Regions from separate parts of the Triticum aestivum genome. Here region 1 is linked to region 2. Evidence: chromatin contacts called from public Hi-C data. All regions are on one chromosome and are shown on one strand. Each heading gives the region's core, a stretch centred on a gene start, on an enhancer-like site or on the middle of the called end of the contact. The rest is flanking DNA. Distances are from core to core; before and after follow the strand shown. Region 1 holds the start of LOC123059754 (ammonium transporter 2 member 1). Region 2 has its middle 11 kb from the start of LOC123059747.

What was found. A called contact is a pair of places that touch in the nucleus more often than the background predicts.
Region 1: a Hi-C map of leaf shows a contact between it and region 2, with 3 times the contacts expected there. The contact joins the promoter of LOC123059754 here to the enhancer-like site in region 2. A contact is called at or near these places in 3 of 5 Hi-C or Micro-C datasets (all in leaf).

What each region holds. Positions count from the first base shown.
Region 1 is chr1A:491,959,552-491,966,174 of IWGSC CS RefSeq v2.1, reverse strand. LOC123059754 (ammonium transporter 2 member 1) reads right to left here and starts at 1,317. Exons shown (of 3, transcript XM_044482246.1): 1 at 614-1,317. The coding sequence starts at 1,225.
Region 2 is chr1A:491,867,698-491,874,797 of IWGSC CS RefSeq v2.1, reverse strand. No RefSeq gene overlaps it. Among protein-coding and RNA genes, the nearest start is that of LOC123059747, 11 kb to the right of the region's middle. Within about 2 kb of position 5,122, at least 7 of the 8 cell types and tissues checked have an H3K27ac peak or open chromatin away from gene starts, as enhancers often do. A contact at or near this core is called in leaf, where this site is marked.

The sequences.
Region 1 (6,623 bases), core at 68-2,567, 95 kb before region 2:
GACGCTGGATATTTGCAGCCGGTGTAACCGTGACCCGCCAGAGATTAAAAAATTGGGCGTTCCGTCCAGTACTAGTTCAAGTTGCCATCAACGACGCCGCGCGAGCGCCCACGGGCAGAGGCCAGCCGAAGCCAACGACGCGGTCCAACCGGTTCACACGTTCCATGAGGCAAAGCGGTTTTCTTGGACCCCTTTTCCGGGTGCCTGCAGCTATCACCGAAATACTTGTGCTCGTATCATGTGACCGCCCAAAGAAAGCAAAGAAAGTCTACAACGACTCGCGCTAATTTCTTCCGACACGGCTTATTTTTAGAAATCTTCCAACGTTACTTTGAAGAACATGTATCTACCCCAGAAAATTTCCGGTCCAGGCATCGGTAGAACTGTAGCTGTACTTTTACTCTGTGCTGTCATGTGTATTCCCGCGGTGGCATGGCAACGGCAATGGCATCCCAACGAGGAGTCCACATCGCTGTGCTGGGTCAAACTACTTGGCTAGCAACGACTGGCTGCTACCACCTAACACGTTAGCCGAACCCGATCGAGACGCCGCCGGAGCACCGGCCACCGAACTGACATGGAGGGGAGGTAAGGAAGGAAGCTGCGCACGTACCCAGTAGGCGGCGGTGAAGCCGGCGATGCCGGAGGAGAGGTGGATGACGTAGCCGCCGGAGTAGTCGATGACGCCCCAGTGGTAGAGGAAGCCGCCGCCCCAGAGGCTGAAGGCGCCGACGGTGTAGGAGAGCATGAGCCAGAGCGGCGTGAAGGCCATCCAGGCCTTGATGTTCATGCGGCCCAGCACGGAGCCCGCCAGCAGGATGAGCGTGATGGCCGCGAACTCGAACTGGAACAGCACCAGCGTCGCCTCCGGGTAGAAGGGCTCCACCAGCGGCGTGCTCCCGCGCTCCGTCGCCGACAGCTTGGCGCGGCCGACGAGGTAGTCCTGCGACAGCGCCACGCCGGCCTTGCCCCAGAAGGGCAGCAGCCGCTCGCCGAACGCCATGCGGAACCCCACCAGCACCCACACCAGCAGCGAGGAGGCGTAGGCGTAGAGCGCCATGAAGGCCGAGTTGACGGCCCACTTCTTCTTCACGATGCTGCCGTAGAGGACGACCAGGCCCGGCATGGACTGGATGCCCACCATCGTCGCCGCCGTCAGCTGCCACGCGTTGTCGCCCTTGTTCAGCCAGTCCGGCACCGCCGGCGAGCCCGCCGCGTACGCCATCTCTCTCGACCGCGCGCGCTTTGTGCGGTGCCGGTGCCGGGGGATAGGAGACGCGAGTCTGGTGGCCCGCTGCTTGGCAACCAGCGAGGCAGCGCGCGCGCTCGCGTTTAATAGGATCGATCATCCAGTTGAAAACGTTCAATCAGATCAAGAATATCTGTCCGACGTGTCAATTGCTGGTCAATTGCACGTGGCCCCCGACCCCACACGTCATTCACAGACCAGCGATTTTTTAAAATATTTTTTAGAGCAACTCCAACGAAGAGATCCATGTTCTCCGTTTGGGTCATCCATACAGAAAAGCGTCCGTCGGTTGTTCGTTTGTTGTCCATTCGGACCTAAACTAAACCCAAATTTGAGCCATAAATGGGTCCTCGCGGACAAAAGTGGACACTCTCGTCGCTTGCTCGTGTCCTCTCGTGTCCGGCCTGGTCCCACACATCAACAACCCGCACTAGCGATTCAGCCTCCGATCGGAGCATAGCGCCGTCCCCGCTCATCCCAGCTCTCGCGCCGCCGCCCGCTCGTCCCGAGCTCCTGCGCCGCCGCACCAACCCCGTCCGTCGTTGCCCGGATTCGGCGCCGGCCGTCCAGATCCATCCGGTCCCGCGCGGATCCGCCGCCCCTCACCGGTCTTCGCGTTCCACCGGCCCCTGTCGTCCTCAGCATCCTCTCGCCACGCCGTCGCCATGGACGCCTCCAGGGCATCAAGCAGGAGCTCGCCTACCGCCATGCTCGACCACCTCGACCTCCCCGAATCCGAATCCAAGCAGCAGCAGCGCCGGCCTGACTGCCTCCTCCACCTCCACGTCGTCCTCACCAACTTCCTCCACAAGCCCCTCAGGTCATTCTCGAGATGCTTCGGCAACGAGCACAACAAGCCCAAGCGAGGCCGGAGCAAACAGGCCACGCTGCAACTCCTCGACGCCGGGAAAAGGCAGCCACAGCCGGCGAGACTTCATCTATATCTCTAAAAGTGGATTTGGATTCCCATTTATTCTTTGAATGACAACTGCAACTAGGCTCCACCTTAGAGAGGGTTTTCGGTTTGAGCTTCGCTGATAAGAAGGCTGATTTCGACGAGTTCCGCTCCAACCTGGGGTTCGCCAGGGTGGGGGTGCCGTCGACGAGCTTCGCTGCTGACTCCCAGGCATTGGCTGCTGCATTCAACTCTGTCCATAACGGTCAATTCTGTCTGTTCGAGGGCTGTGCGTTGGATACATCCACAGTCCGCCCTTGTCCATCCTATGTTCACTAGACGGACAAATGACCCAAATGAACAAAAAGAAAACAAAATCTGTGTCCGTTTAGGTCTTTGCGTTGGAGTTGCTCTTACCTCTTCGTGACGGCCCTTCATGTCCTCACCATACCCACGATTTGTTTGTAGTACATTTGCGTACTGTTTAGTTACTGGCAACAGTTAACTAATCAAGTGGGTGGTAGTACGATTATGGTGTACGGGTTGCCGGGTTGGTGATGCGCATGAAGCAGCGAACGAGGGGGAGCCTCCGGGTCAACCCGGGCAGGCACGAACGGCCCATAGGACGTGGCGTGTTGCGTGGTGCATTTTTCATCCCTTATTTATATCTCCTTCTCCTTCTCTTCTTCCTCCAGATGTGACATGTCTTGATTTCTTCCCAAGAAAACAATATAAGTGAGTCGTTTCGTTTCAAGACTTGGGATTGTCTCTGTCTGTCTGTGTGCCCTGCTTCGTCAACTACTCGCGCACTCGGTCGAGGAGAATCTCAAAAGCAAAAAAATATAGACCCAAATATGTCCATTTCTCCCGTCAACCCCAGCATGAGATGGTTGGTGATAAGGTGCGACCAGTTGAGACTTGAGACCGACTAGAACGCCAGAAAAGGGAAATTAAATGGTAGGGGACGGGAAGATGTTTACGAAGGAGCGCAATTCGTAGACCGGGTTTTGCTGACCTTGACTGAGACTCGAGGTCGAGGAGCACGCACCGTCGATTTTCTCAGCATCCGCGGAGCAGTTGTGCCGAAGTTTACCTGGCAATCACTGGTACGCTTCGGCGTCCAGAGTTGTCATCAAGTATCTAATTTTTCTAAACGGTATGGATTCCTGGGAATGATTTGATTGTGGAGCAGTAGTGGTTAGATATTGTTGAATTCATGCATCAGTCAATTCTTTCAAAAATCCGAACTAATGAAGAAAGGTGAATAATATATTTTAATCCTACATCTAGGCTATTTTAGTACATAAATATGGGATTGATGTAGGCCGTAAAATCATTTTATTTAATACTACGTTGGCAGGATCTTTGAACTCAAGACCTTTTAGCTTGGATACCATGTTAATTCATGCATCATTCAACTCATTCAAAAGTCCGAACTGATGAAGGGAGGTGGACAATATATTTCAACAAATATAACTGGAATATACTCCAAATCTGTGTTCCCCAATCAGAATCAGACTAGCTTTGATCATGATGGCGCCGTTTGGAACCTTGGATCATGGGGAGTTGCCAGTCGTACAGTGCATCTGAACACTAGTAGCCGGGTTAGCAGTGATATTCTTTCGTTCAGCAGTCCAGATCCCGAAGCTCCATAGTGGACCATATACTAGCAATCAAAAGAACAGAAACGAAAACCGAAGCTCCACGAAGTGGAGGCCACCTTTTGGTGTGCAACACAAGTTGCACAGCGTCAACAGTTTTCTAGCTACCACTTGAACTATACAACAGTAGCTCCCTGCAAGGCTATTACTTCTAACTCATGGAGCGCATGAGTGCACGTTATGGCGAATGTCCAGAGAGCAGAGTAGCCAGTTTCATTCTTTCTTCTTTGTATGTTACACATCATGTACTCCCTCCATTCCAATGAATAAAACATGCACGTTTCCAAAGTCCAACTTTGATCATAAATTAGATCAATATAATATATTTGTGACTTCAAAATTACATCATCGAAAACTTATTCTCAAAATGAATTCAACGGTATATATTTACATATAGGCCCGTTTGTTTGGGCTTTTTCCTGACTTTTCCACTTCGACTTGAAAGCCAAAAAACTCCTAAATAGGCGCTTTTGGCTTCAGCTTTTGACTTATGACTCAATATTGTTATATGATGGTATAAGCTAATAGTCAAAGCCAAAAGCCTCTAAATAGGAGTTTTTTTGGCTTTTAAGCTGAAGTGGAAAAGTCAAGAAAAAGCCCAAACAAACAGGCCATAATCTATGTTTGATTGGTCTAATTTATGCACAAAGTTGAATTTCAGGATACGAGCCCACCTTATTCATTGGAATTGAGGGAGTAGTAGTAATCTACATGGCGGGGTGCAACATAACGCTGATCGGGCATGCTAGGTGTCGGGGGACATGTCCACCATCCCTCAATTGTGGACAAATTTCTGTCGGTTGCCTGATACCACATGAAATGAACAAACTTCTTTTCCGCCGTCGAAGGACTAGAGGGCTAACCTCCTGGATAGGCCAAAGCGAATCGAACACCATAGCTCACCGCATAAGTGGTACATGGGGAACATGTGCTAGTTTTATGATATGACAATACTGGTAGCATAATTCATTTAGGATTAACATTAAAACATTAGATAAATATTGAGGGCATGTGTAGCTACCACCATGGGTAGCAAATTATTTCCGTATATCTTAATCTCATGATTAGAACACCTAAACATATGTGAAAGATTACTAACCAGAATCGGTTGGGTCCATTAGCAGCAGCCCATGCTTGCTCCTTGGGATCTTCGGTAGTGAGGACATGGCTGGGAAGAAGGGAAGCAGGACGGCGACATACTGACCTTGCGGTGGCCGACGGTGGTAGTCGGTCTTCTGATCACCTTAAGCACCTTTTTTTTAGGATTGGTGGTTTGTAGTTCTGGGTATAACCCATACACATGTGTGTCTCCCAAAGGGGTACGACATGCTCTTTATATAGGTGGCGCTAAAGGGACCAAGGACCGAAACCAATAGCTAGCTTTAGTGCCCCCGATCATGGCATGTACGTGGGTAAAAGGCTCCCTGTCGGTGTCAAAACCGGCGGATCTCAGGTAGGGGGTCCCGAACTGTGCGTCTAGGCGGATGGTAACAGGAGACGGGATCCTAACAGTGTCGGTGTCCCGAACAGTGTCGGTGTCAAAACCAGCGGATCTCGGGTAGGGGGTCCCGAACTGTGCGTCTAGGCCGGATGGTAACAGGAGGCAAGGGACACGAAGTTTTACCCAGGTTCGGGCCCTCTCGATAGAGGTAAAACCCTACTCCTGCTTGATTAATATTGATGATATGGGTAGTACAAGAGTAGATCTACCACGAGATCAAGGAGGCTAAACCCTAGAAGCTAGACTATGGTATGATTGTTCTTCGTCCTACGGACTAAAACCCTCCGGTTTATATAGACACCGGAGAGGGCTAGGGTTACACAGAGTCGGTTACAATGGTAGGAGGTCTACATATCCGTATCGCCAAGCTTGCCTTCCACGCCAAGGAAAGTCCCTTCCGGACACGGGACGAAGTCTTCAATCTTGTATCTTCATAGTCCAGGAGTCCGGCCGGAGGTATAGTCCGGCTATCCGGACACCCCCTAATCCAGGACTCCCTCAGTAGCCCCTAAACCAGGCTTCAATGACGACAAGTCCGGCGCGCGGATTGTCTTCGACATTGCAAGGCGGGTTCCTCCTCCAAGTACTTCATAGAAGATTTTGAACACAAAGGTAGTGTCCGGCTCTGCAAAATAAGTTTCCACATATTGCCATAGAGAGAATAATATTTACACAAATCTAATCCGCTAACGTATTCCGTAGCGTGACATCACACCACGGCCAAGTCTTTATTCGAATCGTTTTACTGTCCCACCTCAGCTCGTTTAGCGAGGCAATTTCCTTGGCACGTCTTGTCAAAGCAGAGATCGTGTCCCCTTATTTCGGGTTTCTCATCAATACGGGCGTGGGTAACCCAACCGCGCCATTGATTATGACGCTTGGGAGATAAGCGAGTTTTACCAGGCTGGTGGGGACGCATAGTCGCGTCCGCCCATATAAGGGGATAAGGATCCACCTTTTCATCCACGCCTTCTTCCTCCTTTGCCTATCCATTTCCGCGCACTCGAGCTCCAGCGCCCAAGTCCGCACACCCCACCTCAACCTTCTCCAGCCATGTCCGGAGCGGGAGGCAAGTGGATGGTCTCCTCCGTCACGGAGGGACACATCAAAAAACCGAGGAAGGCCGGATACTTGTCTAACGACATTGCGCACCGGCTTCCCGAAGAGGGGCAGCTCATCCCCACCCCTAGGCCCCATGAGAGGGTGGTGTTCCTCCCCCATTTCCTCTGCGGACTGGGCTTCCCTCTTCACCCATTTGTCCGAGGGCTCATGTTCTACTATGGCCTCGATTTCCACGATTTGGCCCAGAACTTTGTC
Region 2 (7,100 bases), core at 3,873-6,372:
TCGAAAAAGGGGGATCCATCCACATGGACTTTCTGTTTAGATAACTAAACATTGAAGTCCTTCAAGATGCTCTAGATAATGATTTGGATAATCTTCCTTAATTATTAGAACATTTGTGTATAATTTTTTGATCATGTATATGAAAAATGTTAATCAAGCACTTGAAAAATGTTGATGTGTATAGAAAAAAAGTTGACCATGTGTTTAAAAAATGTTAATACTGGATTTGGAAAATGTTAATCAATGATTTCCAAAAAAATGTTTAACGTGCATAGAAAAAATGTTCACCATGTATTAGGAAATGTTAATCACACATTTAAAAAATATAGAAAATGTGTATAGAAAATTGTTGAAAATGTTTTTAAAAATGTTAAATTTGTATTGAAAAAATATTGACTATGTATTAGATGGGTGTTAGGATCTAGCCACACCTAATGCAAGTTTTTTTTCGTGAGAAATAAGCCTTATATGTCATACACAATATATATTTTTTGCAAAATTCCCTTAGTATAAGCCACAACATGGCTAAGAATTTGAGGATCTAAGGCAAGAAATATGCGGCAAAAATGACGGCAAAATTAGTCACCAACCAAACAGACCTTAAAAAATCTCCAAGGTCATATCAGATACTCTAGACTAGCACACGCACAAAAGCTCAAAGGCTAACAAACTGGGGCGCCCCTATATCTCACCTTGAGCGAGATGAGGGAACGCTCGCTGAAGGGGAGACCACGATGGGCCAGCCCAGGAGCGCGGGAGACCACAACCTCCTTTTCTGTTTCTTTACATATTCTATTTTAGTTTTTTCTTTATTTTTTCAATTTTTTCATACTTGGAATATTCTAAATAGATACTTTAAAAAAATCTATTTTTTCAAATATTGACCAAGCATGTGAAATTTTATAAATTTGTATATATTAAAAAGGTTAAGCAATCATTTGATTTTTTTCAAAAAAGTATTTGAAAAATGCTAATCAAGCATTTGAAAAATGTTAAATGTGTACAAAAAAGGTTGAAAATGTATTTAAAATGATGATTTTTTATCATGTATATAAAAATGTTAATCAAGCATTTCATAAAATGTTGAACAAGTAGCTAAAAAGTGTTTATCAAGCATTCGAATTTTTTTAAATGTGAATAGAACAAATGTTGACCATGTATTAAAAAATCATGGTTTTTTTGATTAGGTATATGAAAAATGTTAATCAATCATTTGAAAAAATGTTGAACAAGTATTTGAAAAATGTTAAACATTTCAGAAACGTTGATGTGTATAGAAAAAATGCCGACCATGTGTTTAAAAAAATGCCGACCATTTAAAAAATGTTTAACATGCATAGAAAAAATGTTGACCATGGACTAGCAAAAGTAAATCTTGTATCTGGAAAATGTTAATCAAGCATTTAAAAAATAAAAAATATGTATAGAAAAAGTGTTGACCATGTTTTAGAAAAATGTTAAATTTGTATTGAAAATATATTGAACATGCATTAGAAAAATGTTGTTGACATATGCAAAAAATGTAGAATGAAAACCAAAAGAGACAAAGAAAACCAAAGAATTGGAAAAAGGAAAAATAAACAAAATAAACCAAAGAAAAAATAAAAAGAAAACTGACGAAAGAAATGCAAAAAAGAATGAAAGAAACGGAGAAAAAAGAAAAAAGAAGAGAAAACCCCGAACGAATCTGAATAAGACAGAAAAAACGGTGGATAAATTTGGCTCTTTTACCTTAAGTAGGTCGTGCCTTTAAAGTTCATCCTGAACTCAACCGAGTGTTCGTGGCTAGTGTCGCTATAAACTATCTGGCACACTGAGGTTCAAACCCCTTTTCCCACTATTTCATGTATTAAGTGGACCGGCCCAATTGCTACGCGAGAATTCTTCAGCAAGAGGTTCTTTCCAACTCGCTTAATGCGAGACACAACAAAATCGAGATCGCAGAACCGAGAGTACTCCTTCAAAGATCACTTTGACCTTTCCAGATTGCGACAAGTGACATATTTTCTTTTTTCGTAGATCCGTTTATTTAAAACATTGTATCTCTTAAATCGTATCCAAATCTCGAAACGTTTTCATCATTGGACTCCTCACGTCGAGATCTTAAAAATTAGATCCCATGTCAATAGGTTTTGATGAACTTTTTTATCCAAAAAAACAGACGAAGAAAACCGAAGCAGGAGCACGTTTTCTTTCTTTTCGAAAAAAGGCACGACTGTGCCTCTCACAGAAGTAAATCCATGCCTCCATGAGAACTAAACCATACCTCTCGCGGAAGGAAACAAAAAAAAACGCGTTTTTTTCGGTTTCCAGAGGCACGGTTGTGCCTCCCGTGAAAGCAAATCCGTGTCTTTCTGGAAGCAAAACTGTGCCTCTCGCGAAAGAAAGAAAAAAAGAAAACACGTTTTTTTTTCAAGAGGCACGACTGTGCCTCCCGTGGAAAAGAAACACATTTTTTTCGTTGCCTCTCGCGAAAGAAAAATAAAAAAACGTGTTTTTTCCGTTTTCGAGAGGCATGACCGTGCCTCTCGTGGAAGGAAAAATAAAAGAAAACACATTGTTTTTTTCGTTCCCGAGAGACACTCCCATGCCTCTCGCAAAAGCAAAATCTTGCCTCTTGCGGAAACAAAAAAAACATGCTTTTTCGCACAATTTTTTTTCATCCAAAAGCTAAGAAAAATCGGTGAAAACCAAAAAAAAAGTAAAAACTGGTATAAAAAGCTGAAAATGCATGTGAAAAAATTAATAAAATCCGAAAGAAGCGCCCAAAGTGTGACATGTGGCAGCGGCCGAGAGTGCACCAGTTCATCCCCAAGTAATCGTCGAGAGGCTCCCGAAGGAGCGCTCGTCAACTTTTTGCTCTAAACTGGCACATCCTGACGAAAAAGAATTAGAAATGGATCGTTGTGTGACAAAGGCCAGACGGCCCAAGACAAAAAGAGCTTACATGAAAATCTGTCCCTGGTCAGCAAACCGGAATGATGCAAAAACGCTAATTGTGGCGTTATAATCGCGAGCTACAGGCTGTAGTTAATTGAGGTACTGTAAAAAAAAAAGAGAAAAGTATACTTTTCATCCCTTAATTCTTGGCGAAGTCTAGATTTGGTCCCTCAACTTCAAAACCGGACAATTTGCGCCCTTAACTACTGAAACCGGCCAAGATTCATCCCTCGTCACGGTTTTGACCGGTTTTGGTGCTGTCCCAACCTGGTTTTGACCGTGCCGACTCAAATTCGCATACCTTTTCCAAGTCCGTTTAATGTTTTCAAATTCGGGTATTTTTTTCAAATACGTGAACTTTTTAAAAATTTGTGTACTTTTCCAAATCTGCGTACTTTTTCCAAGTTCACGTACTTTTTTTTAAATCCACGTACTTCTTTAAAGTTCCTGTGGTTTTTTTTAAACTCATGTAATTTTTAAAAATTGACATACTTATTCCTATTCACGTATATTTTTTGGGTTTGAAAATTTTATGTGAAATTGAAAACGTATGCGGATTTGAATATCTTCGCGAATTAGAAAAAAATGTGTGGATTTGAAAATTTATGTCAACTTGAAACAAGTATGTGAATTTCAAACAAAGTTCATGGATTGGAAAGGTTGAAAAAAAATACACGAACTTTAAAAAGTATGCGGATTTGAAACAAGTACGCGAATTTTAAAAACAGATGGATTTGAAAAAAAAATACTTGGATTCGATAAAATTACACGAAGTTGAAAAAATACACTGATTTGAGAAAATTACGCAAATTAAAAAAATCATGGATTTGGAAAAGTACACAAATTTCAAAATAGTTCACAGATTTGAAAAAGGTATGTTTATTTTTGAAAAAATTGCATGACCTTGAAAAACTATGTGGATTTGAAAAGAGTATGTGAATTTTAAAAAGTTCACGGATATGAAAAAATTACGCGAATTTTAGTCGGCACCGGTCAAAACCGGGGTCAGTCAGCACCAAAACCGGTCAAAATCGAGACCAGGGACAAACCTTGTCCGGTTTCGTTAGTTGGGGGTGCAAGTTGTCCGGTTTCGGAGTTGAGAGACCGAATTTAGACTTCACCAAAAGTTGAGGGACGAAAAGTATACTTTTCTTTAAAAAAAATACTGAGATTTAACTAATTCTAGTCACATGAGAATGAGCAAATCCGTAAATATAAACTCTAGTTATTTGAGCACCTTAAAACGATCTGAGCATTGTGCGATTAAAATGTATGTCTCACATAAGTCGTGTGACTAGTAGTGTGTTTATCTCTATATATCCTATGAGTATAGATTTCATTCGAGCAATGGAACTGGGTGCTGTGCTCCGCTGCATGTTGACTGAAAATAAATATGGAAAACTCGTTCAATCTGTCTCGCGGTACGCTTATAGTTGGACAATTGAATTGACGCACTTTCCCCCCTTGCATTTATTCTGGATTTATTTTAGGATTTTCGGCGATGCGTATTCAGTGGGAGGAGACGTTCCCGTCGACGACGAGATGCCTACGGTGATTTCGTAAAGTTCAAGATGATATGCCGGCTCAGTCTTTCAAAGATGCTCATAGGGGTAGGATATGCGTGTGTGCGTTTATAGGGATGAGTGTATGTGCGTGTATATGAGCGCTTGTGTTTGTCCTGATGTTCAAAAAAAAAAGTATATGCTTGCGCTAAAATAGTACGGCTGCAGCTAACGGCGTCTTATTTGCGCAAACAGGTCGGAGCCGGTTTACACGAGGCGCGATAAGCGACAGATCAACCAAACGCGTTTGTCCTTTGTACTGACGTGGACTAGTGGCCGTCGTCGTCACTCCGGGCTCGCACGAGCCACCGCGTCGTCGCCACACCACGGCTCCGCAGCCTTGCCGCCGAAGCATCTTCTGTCGAGACAACGGGCCGGGCAAGGTGGCGCGGTGGCGCGGAAGCGGAGCGGCAATGTTTGACCTGACCCGATCCCGTCCTCCAGCGCACGCCTCCTCTGTCGCCCGTCGTGCGAGGTCCATTCCACCTTGCGTTGTAACATGGCGGCATGGCCGGGGGGCGACACGACAGCAAGGCGCCAACTGGCTCACGGGCCCCACGAGCGCGTTTGGACCAGGACCCCGTCGCCAGAGGCCCAGAATACCAGTAGTGCACGTAAAATACTGCCGCCGTTCCTTCTTGATGTCAGCAATGATTGCCATGTAGTAGGAGTACATGTTGCTCTCCATGCAAAAATAAAAACAAAATAAAAAATCGTACATGTTGCTCGGTCATACGACCTTGTAGGGAGTATAAGCGTTAATTAAGGCCGGAGTGCATGCATCTACCGATCCACGTGTATGCATGTAGAGACGGTATGCTCTGTACGTATTTCGCAAAAAAAAAAATGCTCTGTATCTGTATGTGCGTGCATTCCTCGAAATATCTTAATTCCGAGTAGCTTGCCGCACTGAGCAACGTACGTGGGCGACATTTCCACGTCCGCCAGCTATATATACAGCCCACAGGAACCTCTCGCCCTCTCACTTTTAATCCCGTCTCATCATCTGTCTCCCGTTGTTTGCTAGCCACTTGCGACGACTCCAAAACCTCGCCACCAAGGAAAAAGAGAAGTCGCCGTCGCCGTCCTCGACCGATCCGATGGAGTCCGAGAAGGCGTCGCGGCCGGCGTCGCTCCTGGGGACGCTCCGGACGGCGGTGAAGAAGGTGCGGTTCCTGCTCTCCTTCAGCGCCACGCGGTGGATCATCAACTCCATCGCCGGCCGCCGGAGCGCGCCCGGCGCGACGGCGCCGCTCCGCCTCAGCTTCGGGTCCAGGCGGCCGGGCCTGCTCGACGCGGAGGACGACGACGACGGCTCCCCCGCGTCCACCACCGGGCCGTCCAGGACGGTGAGCCTCGGGTCGGGCGGCGTGTCGCGGACGAGCAGCGCGGTGGCGGCGTCGGAGTACTCGCGGTCCGCGTCGTCGGGCGCGACGTCGTCGTCGAGCGGGGGGTCGTCGCCGGCCGGGGACGACGACATCGACCGGCGCGCGGAGCAGTTCATCGCCAACTTCTACAAGCACATCCAGATGGAGCGGCAGGTGTCGCTGCAGCTGCGGTACTGCCGGGTCGACAGCCTGCAGGAGAGGTCGCCTACCCGCAGGGTTTCTTGACCGATTTGATCCCCCGTATATGCATTGCGATTCTTGTTCATTTCGTGTCAAAACAGGTGTGTGTATGTGGATTTAGATGGGTGTTTTTTCGTTCCATCATTTCTGCGCGTCTTCTAGGATATTAATTTGTTCTGTATTTCTGTAAGATCGAGATTACAGAGTGCGAGTAGAAATAAACAGAGTTCTTTGAGAACTTGGGGGAGAATCGAGTACTCTCCTCAACATTGAAAAATATCTTAGTATGTACTACATCATTCACAAAATCTGAGGAGAATAGGCTGAATAGCAGGCCTTGATATGCAGCCCTTCTATCTTTTTACAACAGCAACTGTAATCTGGATTTCATCCAACCAAAACAATTAGCCAAGCGTGCTCACGTTATAATTTACCTAGCCAGAATCAATTAGTCAATAATATACGGTTGGTACCATCTCCTTGCAGGTCTGCAATATTCGATTTCACATGGGCGGCCGGAACCAATGAATCAAGTATTTCTTTATAGGTCTGGCTTATTCAATTCCACATGGGCAACATCTACTCTATACACTACACTCACAGTGCAAACTTCACATGTGCACTTTTCATCCCTTGATTAACAGGTCCTTCTCTTCTCCCTCTCCGTAGACTTTTAATGGGTCCACGCCTAGCTGCTTGGCACGCTTTGTTGGTCGGCTGGATTGCATACAAGAACCGGATCAATTTAGGTGGAGCTTACACCAGAATTAGAAGTTCTTCCTTAACTCTGTTATGTTCGGCTCTTTACCTCTTGTCACTGTGATGTTCCTATAAGTAGGAATAAAATTATGGAAGCTCAAGATCACTCTAAATATTGTGACTTTCTCTGGTTTTTATACCAAGGGGTCATCTTTACAAGGGACAACCTTGCACGTCGCAACTGGCAAGATAGTAATAAGACTTGTGCCTGTGGAAGGGCATCTAGCCGAGTGGTTGGAGCACTGTTGTGCCTCTTAATTGAAATGCGCAG